Linked DNA regions of Sus scrofa: region 1 is linked to region 2. Evidence: chromatin contacts called from public Hi-C data. All regions are on one chromosome and are shown on one strand. The core of a region is the stretch at or near the end of the contact, and the rest is flanking DNA. Distances in the headings are between cores, read along the strand shown. Region 1 holds the start of ULBP1 (UL16 binding protein 1). Region 2 holds the start of LOC100521998 (NKG2D ligand 4-like).

Region 1 (4,785 bases), core at 1,229-3,728, 59 kb before region 2:
CAGTCCCAAGAGCCAGTCCCCCTTCAAGCCTGGGCACTGACACCACCACCCATTACGTTTCCCTGACCCTCCTTGGGCTCAGTGACTTCTCTGCCTCTGTGGGTCCATGTGTCTGAATACCGGAGCCCACAGCAAGCCAGTCGCACTGGGTGGGAGCTGCTGGGCACCTGTGTGCTCCAAACTCTGGGTGTCACTGCCCGCAGAACTCGTCCTTTATCACCTGGGTAACAGAGCAGCTCATGCGCACTGCTGCTCAGTCATCTGTGAGAAGGTGAGTGACCTCGGGGACCCATAGCTGGGGGGAGGGTCCACGGAAGTCTGGGGCCCACTTCCCTAGACGCACAGGTTGAGGCCAAACAAGCTGGATTCCATGGGCGCACCCCCAACCCCCCTCAGGTGAGCCATAACATCACTCCTGCACCAGCTTCTTGTGTTGATGAGGCACATGGGAGGCCCAGCGTCCCTTAGCCTGTTGTGAGCGCTGGGGACGGCCCATGAGTCCCGCTTGTCCTCATCCACTGAACCTCTTCCTAAGTGACAAAGACAGACAGAGACCTTCCACTCTGCACCCTCCTTGGCTGACAGGCATGGCGTCTCTTCCCAGTTCACTCCCACTGTCCCCAGGCTGTGGGCAAGTGCCAGAGGCCTGGCCCAGGACCCGGGGCCTGTCTCTGCTCTTATTACCAAGGACAAGAGAGAGAGACCACCCCCTCCCTGCCCCCATCACCGATGTGCTGGAGTCTCTTTGGGAGGGGCCCGTGTGGTGATCTGGAGACAAGAGACACATGGGGGCTGGGAGGAGGACAGGACTCAGGCTTGGGTGGGGGCGCCAGCTTGGTGGGTTCAGGTGATCTGTGTGTCAGGAAAAGAGTTGCAGGCACGGGCCTGGGGGCTAGGAGCCTGGGTTGAATCCACGGGAAGAGACCACCCCAGGGACCTGGAAGCCTCCATGGAGGAGGCTGGATAAGAGGCAAGTGACTGGGAGGACGGGAGAGAGGCGGAAGGATGGCCTTAGAGACCTGGCCAGGACCGGGAAGAGGGGCCCCTGCGAACACCTGGACAGTCCCCCCAGGGCCTGCTCCTGGAACCTGGACTCGTTTCAAAGCCCCCGTGAGAGCAGACTCCCCAGGGAGGTGATCTCAATGGGTCTGAGCAACAGAGCATAACTTCACAAACAGTAGTCAGGAGAAAATTCTAGCTGATTGCTTGGTGTTTCTTTTTCTTTGTTTTTTTTTTTTTGTTTGTTTGTTTTTTTGTTTTTTTGTCTTTTTAGGGCCAGACCGGCAGCATATGGAGGTTCTCAGGCTAGGGGTCAAATCGGAGCTTCAGCTGCTGGCCTACACCACAGCCACAGAAACTCAGAATCCCAGCTGCATCTGATCCTTAACCCACTGAGCGAGGCCAGGGATCAAACCCGAGTCTTCATGGATAAGAGTCAGGCTCTTTAACCACTGAGCCACGATGGGAACTCCTGGTGTTTCTTAAGCTTGGCACTCATCCCCACCCACATCTTTCAATAGGAAACCCAGGCTCAGGAAGGAAAAGAGATGGAATGGGGCCCCTGGCCAGCAAAGGACTCAGCATAGGCCTCCCAGTTCTGGTCTCAGCCCTGCCACCCTTGAAGTGGGCAAAGGCCAGGACCACCTGGGAGAGCAGAGCCATGGATCTCTGTGTCACAGTCTTGCCAGAGACTTTGAACGTCACTGGCTGTCTCTCTGGATGGAGGTAAGGACCTGAGACAAGGACTCACTTACCAAGAATTAGGAATCATTTCCAGGCTCGACCACTGATGCCTCCCTCTGCATCAGCAGACAGCCTAGGTGTGAATTCTGGGCTGTAAAAGCACTAGTTGGAGGCCACCTGAAGACTAAGTGAGTGGGACAAAAGAGGGAAGAATTGCCCCCTCTAACCTTCTCCCCCTCTCTCCTAAGCCCCTATACCCTCCTCGCCCACCACCCTCTTCCCACCCCCACCACGCCCGCCCACAAACCCTCCCCCTCTACCCCAATCCCCATCGGGCTCTGAAGCCTCCATCCAGGGGGCTCTGAAGCCTCCAGGGGGCGCTGTGGCATATTTGTTCCGGAAAAGTTTCATCATTGCCTCCGGGCTCCCCCGTGAAACTTGAAGATAAAATTGCCTCTGGTCCTCTGGATTTTTTTTAAAAAAACATTTCTTCTGGTTCACAAAAACTCCTGGGCTCCACTGGCATAGAAACTACTAGAAAACACATCGTCGATGACACTACAGGTCCCGGCAGGTCTTCAGTCCCTTCGCTAGGCTGGCAGAGTTCTCCGCAAAGAAAAGCCGGAGTCTTTGAAGCAAAGCAGGATTGACTGAAATCGGGACTTGGGGAACGGGAGACGGGACAGCCGAAGGACCAGAAGAAAAGGTAGGCCGAGGAGCAGGAGGACAGAGCGTGGGCATGAACAGGAAGTGGCACCGGGCAGGGCTCCGGGGGCGTGGAAACAGCCTGCCATCACCTTTCAGCCACCGGGCGCTGGGGAATCTGCATTCCAGACCCGGGCGCGCGCTCTGCAAAGTCGCGGCTCCCGCAGGATCCGTGACGATGGCGCAGACCGCTGGCTCCACGGCGGGTCTGGGCTTCCTGAGTCTGCTTTTTTCTCTCCGGTTATGCCCGGCGGCCTGCGGTGAGTTCGGGGATGAACCTGGCGGGGTCGGGGCGCCGCGCCTAAAGAGAGGGAGATGGAGCGTCCGCTTGGGTTTGCGAAACTTCTCCTTGGGTGGGGCCGGCGCCCCTACGAAACTCTTTTGCCTTTGCGGCTCCTCTGTGACTTCCCTCTGGGTCCCAAATGGCGAATTGAGTGAAAAAGTAACGCCAGGAGGCTGGGGGGGACGGAGAGGACACCAGGAAATGGGGCACCGCAAGCCTCCAGGCCCGAGTCCTCCCCTGGGGAAGTGGAGCCCCTGCAGCCGGGCGGCGGAGGACAGGCAGCCAGCTCCATAGGCTGCCATAGGAACAGGTGGCCATACTGCCTGAGACAACCAGACGGGGTGGGCGAGGGGGATAGGGGGTGGGGTGTAGGGGCGGCAGGGTGGGGGTGGGGGGGTAGAGTGGGCGGAGGGGGCGGGGGGATGGGGAGTGGGGTAGAGTGGGCGGGCTTGTCGGCGGGCGTGGTGGGGGTGGGGTGGGGGTGGGAAGAGGGTGGTGGGCGAGGAGGGTATGGGGGCTTAGGAGGGAGGGGGAGGAGGTTAGAGGGGGCGTCTAAGGGGTTGGGAGACAGAGGGACAGGGTGGGGGGGAGGGGGGCCTGGGTGGTGCCTGTCCCCAGATCGCCCCATAGGGTCCTGCTTGTGGTTACAATACTCTTTATTACCCATCTCCCTGGGGCCCCTAGAGGCCCAGGACCTCCCACACCCTCCCACCTATGAAGGGGCCCTATTTCCTTCCCCCTCCAACTGGCCCCTTATCCCTGGCTTGAGGACATAGTCCAGCAACAGCCTGGGAATCTGACCCACGACTGCTTCAAGCAGGAGGGACTGGAAGCAGTTTCCCAAAGTGTGAGGCAGGGAATGAGGGTGAGGCGGGGGCCCCCCACCTTCATATTGGTACCCCCTGGGGAGCCCCCAGCCTTTAACAGGTATTCATTAGGACAGGGGTTTGCAGGCTTTTTCTCGCAAAGGCAGAAGGGAAATCTGTTGCCTTTACAGCCCCCACTGTGGTGGCGCAACAGCAGCCATGGACAATATGCAAAGCAGTGGGGAAGTAGGTTTGGCCACTGCCCTAGTCTCTGATCTCAGTTCTGGGGAACCCGCCTCCCAGGGAATGGTCCTAGGGGAGCCCCAGCTGCTGGGTGCTGAAGAGCCAGAAACATGCCCTGTGCGGCCTTGTAGCTTCTGGGTGCTGTGAATGAGACAGCAAGGTGGGGGTGGCAGCTTCATGCTAATGCATCATTTCCTTACTAAGGGTGCACCCAACTCTTTTTGGTCCCTTGTGTTTACGTTGAGTTCTAATACTTTGGGGAGGTTTTTATCCAGGAGCAAGAACTGCAGCCAAGGCTTTTCAGTCTGAGGTTTCAGTTCCCAGGCTGTCTCACTTGAGCTGTTGGACTCGCTTCCCATCCGAGCTCTCCTCGTAGCTCCATGGAGTCCTCAGGCTTTCCCAGGGAGCAGGGCTGACCGCGCACGCTCCTGCCCTTCCATGGCACGTCTGCCCTGGCACATTCCATCCCCTCCTCTACCAGCTGCCTCGGAAGCTCTGGACTTCCTGTTTTTTAGGCAGTGGGGGCCGGGCCTCCTTCCACTTCCAAGACCCAGCCTAGTAGCCGAGGAGTGGCCTCTCCCCGGGCCTGGCTGAATCCTGAGACCCGTGACTGCAAAGTGTGCCTTGTCCAGCTCCGGGCTCTCTGCTTATCTGCCCCCACTGGGACCCCCCTTCCTCAGGAGCAGCCCCTACACGCTCTCCATCCCCCCCAGGACCCGGACTGGATTCTGCCCATCCTCTGGCTCCAGGCCTTTTCCCAATAGCTGCTGGGAGGAAAAGCTTATGTGCTGACTGATGCCGGGTACTGACCTGGTGGACAAGGGGACATATCCAGGCTGTGTGATTTCTTGCTAGGCAGGGACCCCTTTTTCTCCTCAAGGAGGGGAGCAGCACAGATCTGTCCCTGGTGTGGCAGGGGGTGGGGGCGGGGTGGGGGAAACAGTCCTAGTTCTGCCAGCCCAGCCCCCCACATTTTTGCTGTCACATGAAGCGGGAAGTGGGTCTATGCATCCTTGTCTCCAAACCCCAACCCTCACCTGCGTTTTGCCTTCACAGATACTCACT
Region 2 (4,193 bases), core at 1,232-3,731:
TTCCTAGTTGGATTCGTTTCTGTTGTGCCATGATGGGAACTCCTGGTATTGCATTTTATTAATGGAAAGGAAAGTAAGTTGGTCTTATATCTTGTTATTTTGGATGGAAAAAGTAAGCTAGTGAAAAATTTGGTTTTGGTCTCTGTTAAGGGGGGGTGTTTTTGAAATGCTGCTTTTGGTAACAGGTTGTGTTAATTTCTTTGCCTTTTAAGTAATTTGTATTTGCTTTTGAAATCTTTTACTTTGGTTGAGTGAATAAGTATTATTTAGCAATAATCTATGAGTCTATTTGACCAATAAACCACGATTCTATATAAACTTTTCTTTATATTTTTAACCAATTTCCTCAGTGTTAAATTCTAGTGAAAGTTCTTCTGACCTCCAGCTAACTTTGGGATACTTCAGAGAGCCCTGGAGGTGTCTCTGAAAAATTATTGAACCAGTATTATTTGGTAGATTAAATTACAGGGAAAACATTGTCAAATAAAAGCTAAAAACAACAAAATCTGTAACGGTTATTGCACATGTAGGTAAAGTGCATCCCACTTTAAAAAAAAAAATTAACCCCTCATTGTCAGGTTTTTGATGCCCATGTACCATGGCAACCGTGTGCTCCTAAATCACAGAAGTTAAGACAGGTAAACAATAGCTGTGAGTTAAACAATCAGGACCATAGGAAATCCAAGACAGCTGCTTGGTTCTTCCCAGCTACCTGGAAACCCCAGTAATGAAGAAGAAGCGGTTAGAAATTGTGTTTTCCATTTGGGGTATACTTTATAAAATCTTAATTTGGCTATATTTTGTTAAAACGAGGGTAACGTTGGGGGGTTTGGGGTGGAAATGCTATAAAATTAGGTTGCAATGATTGTTGTACAACTATAAATGTAATTAAATTCATTAAAAACATTCCAAATTAAAAAAAAATTAAAGATAGAATTCATACTGAACCCACTCTCATTCTAGAGAAAGTAATAGTTATCCATGGATGTATGGGAAAAAAAAGCACTAACCATCTCACTGAGAAAAGCATTTACAATAAATATTTTTGAATAATATTTTATCATAATGTTAAAAAAGGGTAATTTTGAAGAAAAATATTGTTTCAATTTATATTAAATTCTAGTTTGGTTTACTGAGGTTAGGGTTTACTGTCTAAAACTCACCTCCCAAGTAGTTTTTGCTGCTATGTTACATTATTGTAAAGTTTGAATTATTAAGAAAATATTCTAAGCTCATTTTTGAAGCTGATTGCTATAATCTATTTTGGGTGAGGCTCAGATACCCCATGATAACCAGAGAATTATACATACTTGGAAAAGTATCATCTAAAAGACTGTTGCCAACCTAGATAAAAGGTTCCTTATCAGGCATTCCTAAGTGCCTCATGCACAAGGAGACTGAAGAAACTTAACTCTTAAATTTATATTTCTCTCTGGAGAAGGGACTCTGCATTGGACCAGTCCATAGAGAGAACTACTGATTTCAAAGTGATCTTAAAAGAAGGCTCTAATACAGATGTGATAAATTCATTTGAGTAATAAAAAAAATGAAAAAAAAAAGGAGGTTCTAATAAGAAAAAAGGCACTCCCATGCCAGGACAAAAATAAGACAACATAAGCAGTAAACAGCTGTCCCAAGAATGCCAGACCTGACCCATATGGTTATTTCTTTTCTGCTAGTTTTATTTGGTTTTGTTTTGTCTTATTTTATTTTATGCTATTTTTGTCTTCAGGGCCACTCCTGTGGCATATGGAAGTTCCCAGGTTAGGGGTCCAATCAGAGCTACAGCGCTGGCCTACACCACAGTCACAGCAACACTAGATTTGAGCTGCATCTGTGACCTACACCACAGCTCATGGTAATGCTGGATCCTTAACCCACTGAGCCGGTCGGGAATTGAACCTGTGTCCTCATGGATGCTAGTCTGGTTTGTTACCCCTGAGCCACAAGGGGAACACCCTGGTTTATTTTGTTTGTACACATGATCATGTTTTCCTGTCGAGGGCACAATCCTATGTGAACTTTAGAGATGAAGCCATAAATGTTTTCTTCTAAAATTGCTCACGTTGAGTGTTTGAGAGGTTAAGGGTGGGACTAGACTGGAGGTGGGAGAAAATCTGAGCAGACGGACCGGGAGATGGGAGCCGTGGCATCTGGAGGCCAAGGGAGCAGCTGGAGGAGCAGGAAAGGATGGGGCACCAGGAAGGTTTAGAAGAGGAAGTTGGGGGAATCAGGGAGAGGAGCTCACAGAACCTCCACCGTGTAGCTCACACTGCAAAGGGGGTTTGGGGAGGAGTGGGGGACGTTATTTAAGTGAATTTGGTTTTTAAGGTCTTTTTTTTTTTTTTTGTAAATGAGGAATTACATTTTGAAAACTTGCAAACTTGCAAAACTTCCCTGGTCTAATTGTTTTTTTACATTGTCGTACAACAATAGGGCTTCCTCAGGCTTGGACTAAAAGACTTTGGAAGGTGCTCCGAGGTGGAAGTGTAGACACAGCCCAGGCTCCTTTTTTCTGGCTAGTCTCCTGAGACTGCTGGGGGGAATGTCACTGGCTCGCACTACAGGTCTGCTTTTACTGACACGGCTACTGCTGCTAGAACCCGGGAAGACACTGCGCTGTGAGTGTCCTGGGATCTGGAGACCTGGCTGGGGGGCGGGGGAAGGGCTCCTGGCAGGTGGTTGCCTGTCCACCTGTTCTTAGGAGGACAGTTACGTTTAGCTGGACTGGATGTCCAGGATGTTAGCCAGTGTGTGGGGACCCAGGCTAAAGAGTAGCCCCTGGTCCTGTGCTCGTGTGACAGCTCTCCCTGTCCTGACAAGTGCCACCTTCTACTCCAGGAAGCCTTTCCTGAGTACGTGGACCCCATTAGGAATGTATCATGGATGCTATGGTGGCTTCCTTCCTGTTGAAAGTCCGGTTTATTCACATAGATTTTAAGTCCCTGGAGGACAGACAATGTCCTGTATTTTTGCCAGCTTAGAAACTGGCACCCAATACAAAAAGAAGGCAGATAAATCCTCCTTGTAACAGTATTGGGACCTGAGGGATCATGGTGGCCTCCCAGCCTCTCCCTAAACCTGAGACCGTTAAAGGGGGGGCAGGACAGAGGCCACAGCAGCCACAGGGGGACCCCGCATGGAGACCCCACCTCTGCAGCCAGGCCCTTCAGGGGGGTCTCGGGGACACACCTGTGCTTTTGTCTCACAGATGCTCACTCGCTCTGCCTCGACTTCGCTGTCACATCTCAGTCCAGACCCGGACAGCCCTGGTGTGAAGTCCAGGGCTCAATGGACACAAAGCCTCTCCTCCAGTATGACAGTGACAGCAACCAGGTCACAGCTTCGGGCCCCCTGGGGGAGGAGGTAAATGGCACCAAAGCATGGAGAGACTTGACTGGAACCCTGGGAGGAGTGGGCCGAGAGCTCAGGATGGTCCTGCATGTGGTCAACCTGGGGACAGAGAAGACCACGGGTGAGTATGGGGAGGGGGTGGGGGACTGGGGACAGTGAGCAAGGGAGGGGAGCACAGAGCCCATGTGGGGAAGGGATGTGGTGGGGAAGAATGGGACACGGGTCCCACCTCAGAGCCCCGGGGACCTGCTGGGCAGGACAGGGCAGGTCACAGGCCCCGAGACTGCAGACACATGAGCCCTGGGGGAGGAGGGACCCTGGGGTCGGGATGACTCTGTGTGTGGGGTCGCAGGTGCTCCCCGGCTGCAGGCCAAGCTGTGCTGTCAGCTTGAAGCAGAGCGAGTCACCGCTGCCTCCTGGCACTTCAGCCTCGATGGGCAGACGGCCCTCCTCCTTGACGCCATGGACATGAACTGGACAGTCGTGAATCCCGGAGCCACAGGGATCAAGGAGCAGTGGCAGAAGGACCAGGACCTGGCTGAGTATTTCAGGAAGCTCGCAGTGGGAGACTGTGGTCACTGGCTGAGGGACTTCCTAGGACACTGGGAGAATGTTCTGGAGCAGGAGCCCACAGGTAACGGAGCAGGTGTGAGGAGGTGGTAGGTCTCTTCCAAGGTCTAGTGCCTGCCCTCGTGTGGTGTGAGCACGTTTGTGGGTATAACTGAAAATATGGTGGATGGATGGATGCAGTTCCCATCGTGGCACAGCGGAAACGAATCCAACTAGGAACCGTGAAGTTTCAGGTTTGACCCCTGGCCTCACTCAGTTGGTTAAGGATG

What was found. Hi-C and Micro-C count contacts between places; a contact is called where the count stands out from the background.
Region 1: a contact with region 2 is called in a Hi-C map of liver, with 4 times the contacts expected there. The contact joins the promoter of ULBP1 here to the promoter of LOC100521998 in region 2. A contact is called at or near these places in 1 of 5 promoter capture datasets (liver) and 8 of 47 Hi-C or Micro-C datasets (embryonic fibroblasts, epiblast stem cells, heart right ventricle and 3 more).

What each region holds. Positions count from the first base shown.
Region 1 is chr1:16,116,966-16,121,750 of Sscrofa11.1, reverse strand. It overlaps ULBP1 (UL16 binding protein 1), which reads left to right and starts at 2,478. Exons shown (of 5, transcript NM_001004035.1): 1 at 2,478-2,648; 2 at 4,777-4,785. The coding sequence starts at 2,567.
Region 2 is chr1:16,058,075-16,062,267 of Sscrofa11.1, reverse strand. LOC100521998 (NKG2D ligand 4-like) reads left to right here and starts at 2,481. Exons shown (of 4, transcript XM_013992491.2): 1 at 2,481-2,621; 2 at 3,212-3,475; 3 at 3,707-3,988. The coding sequence starts at 2,546.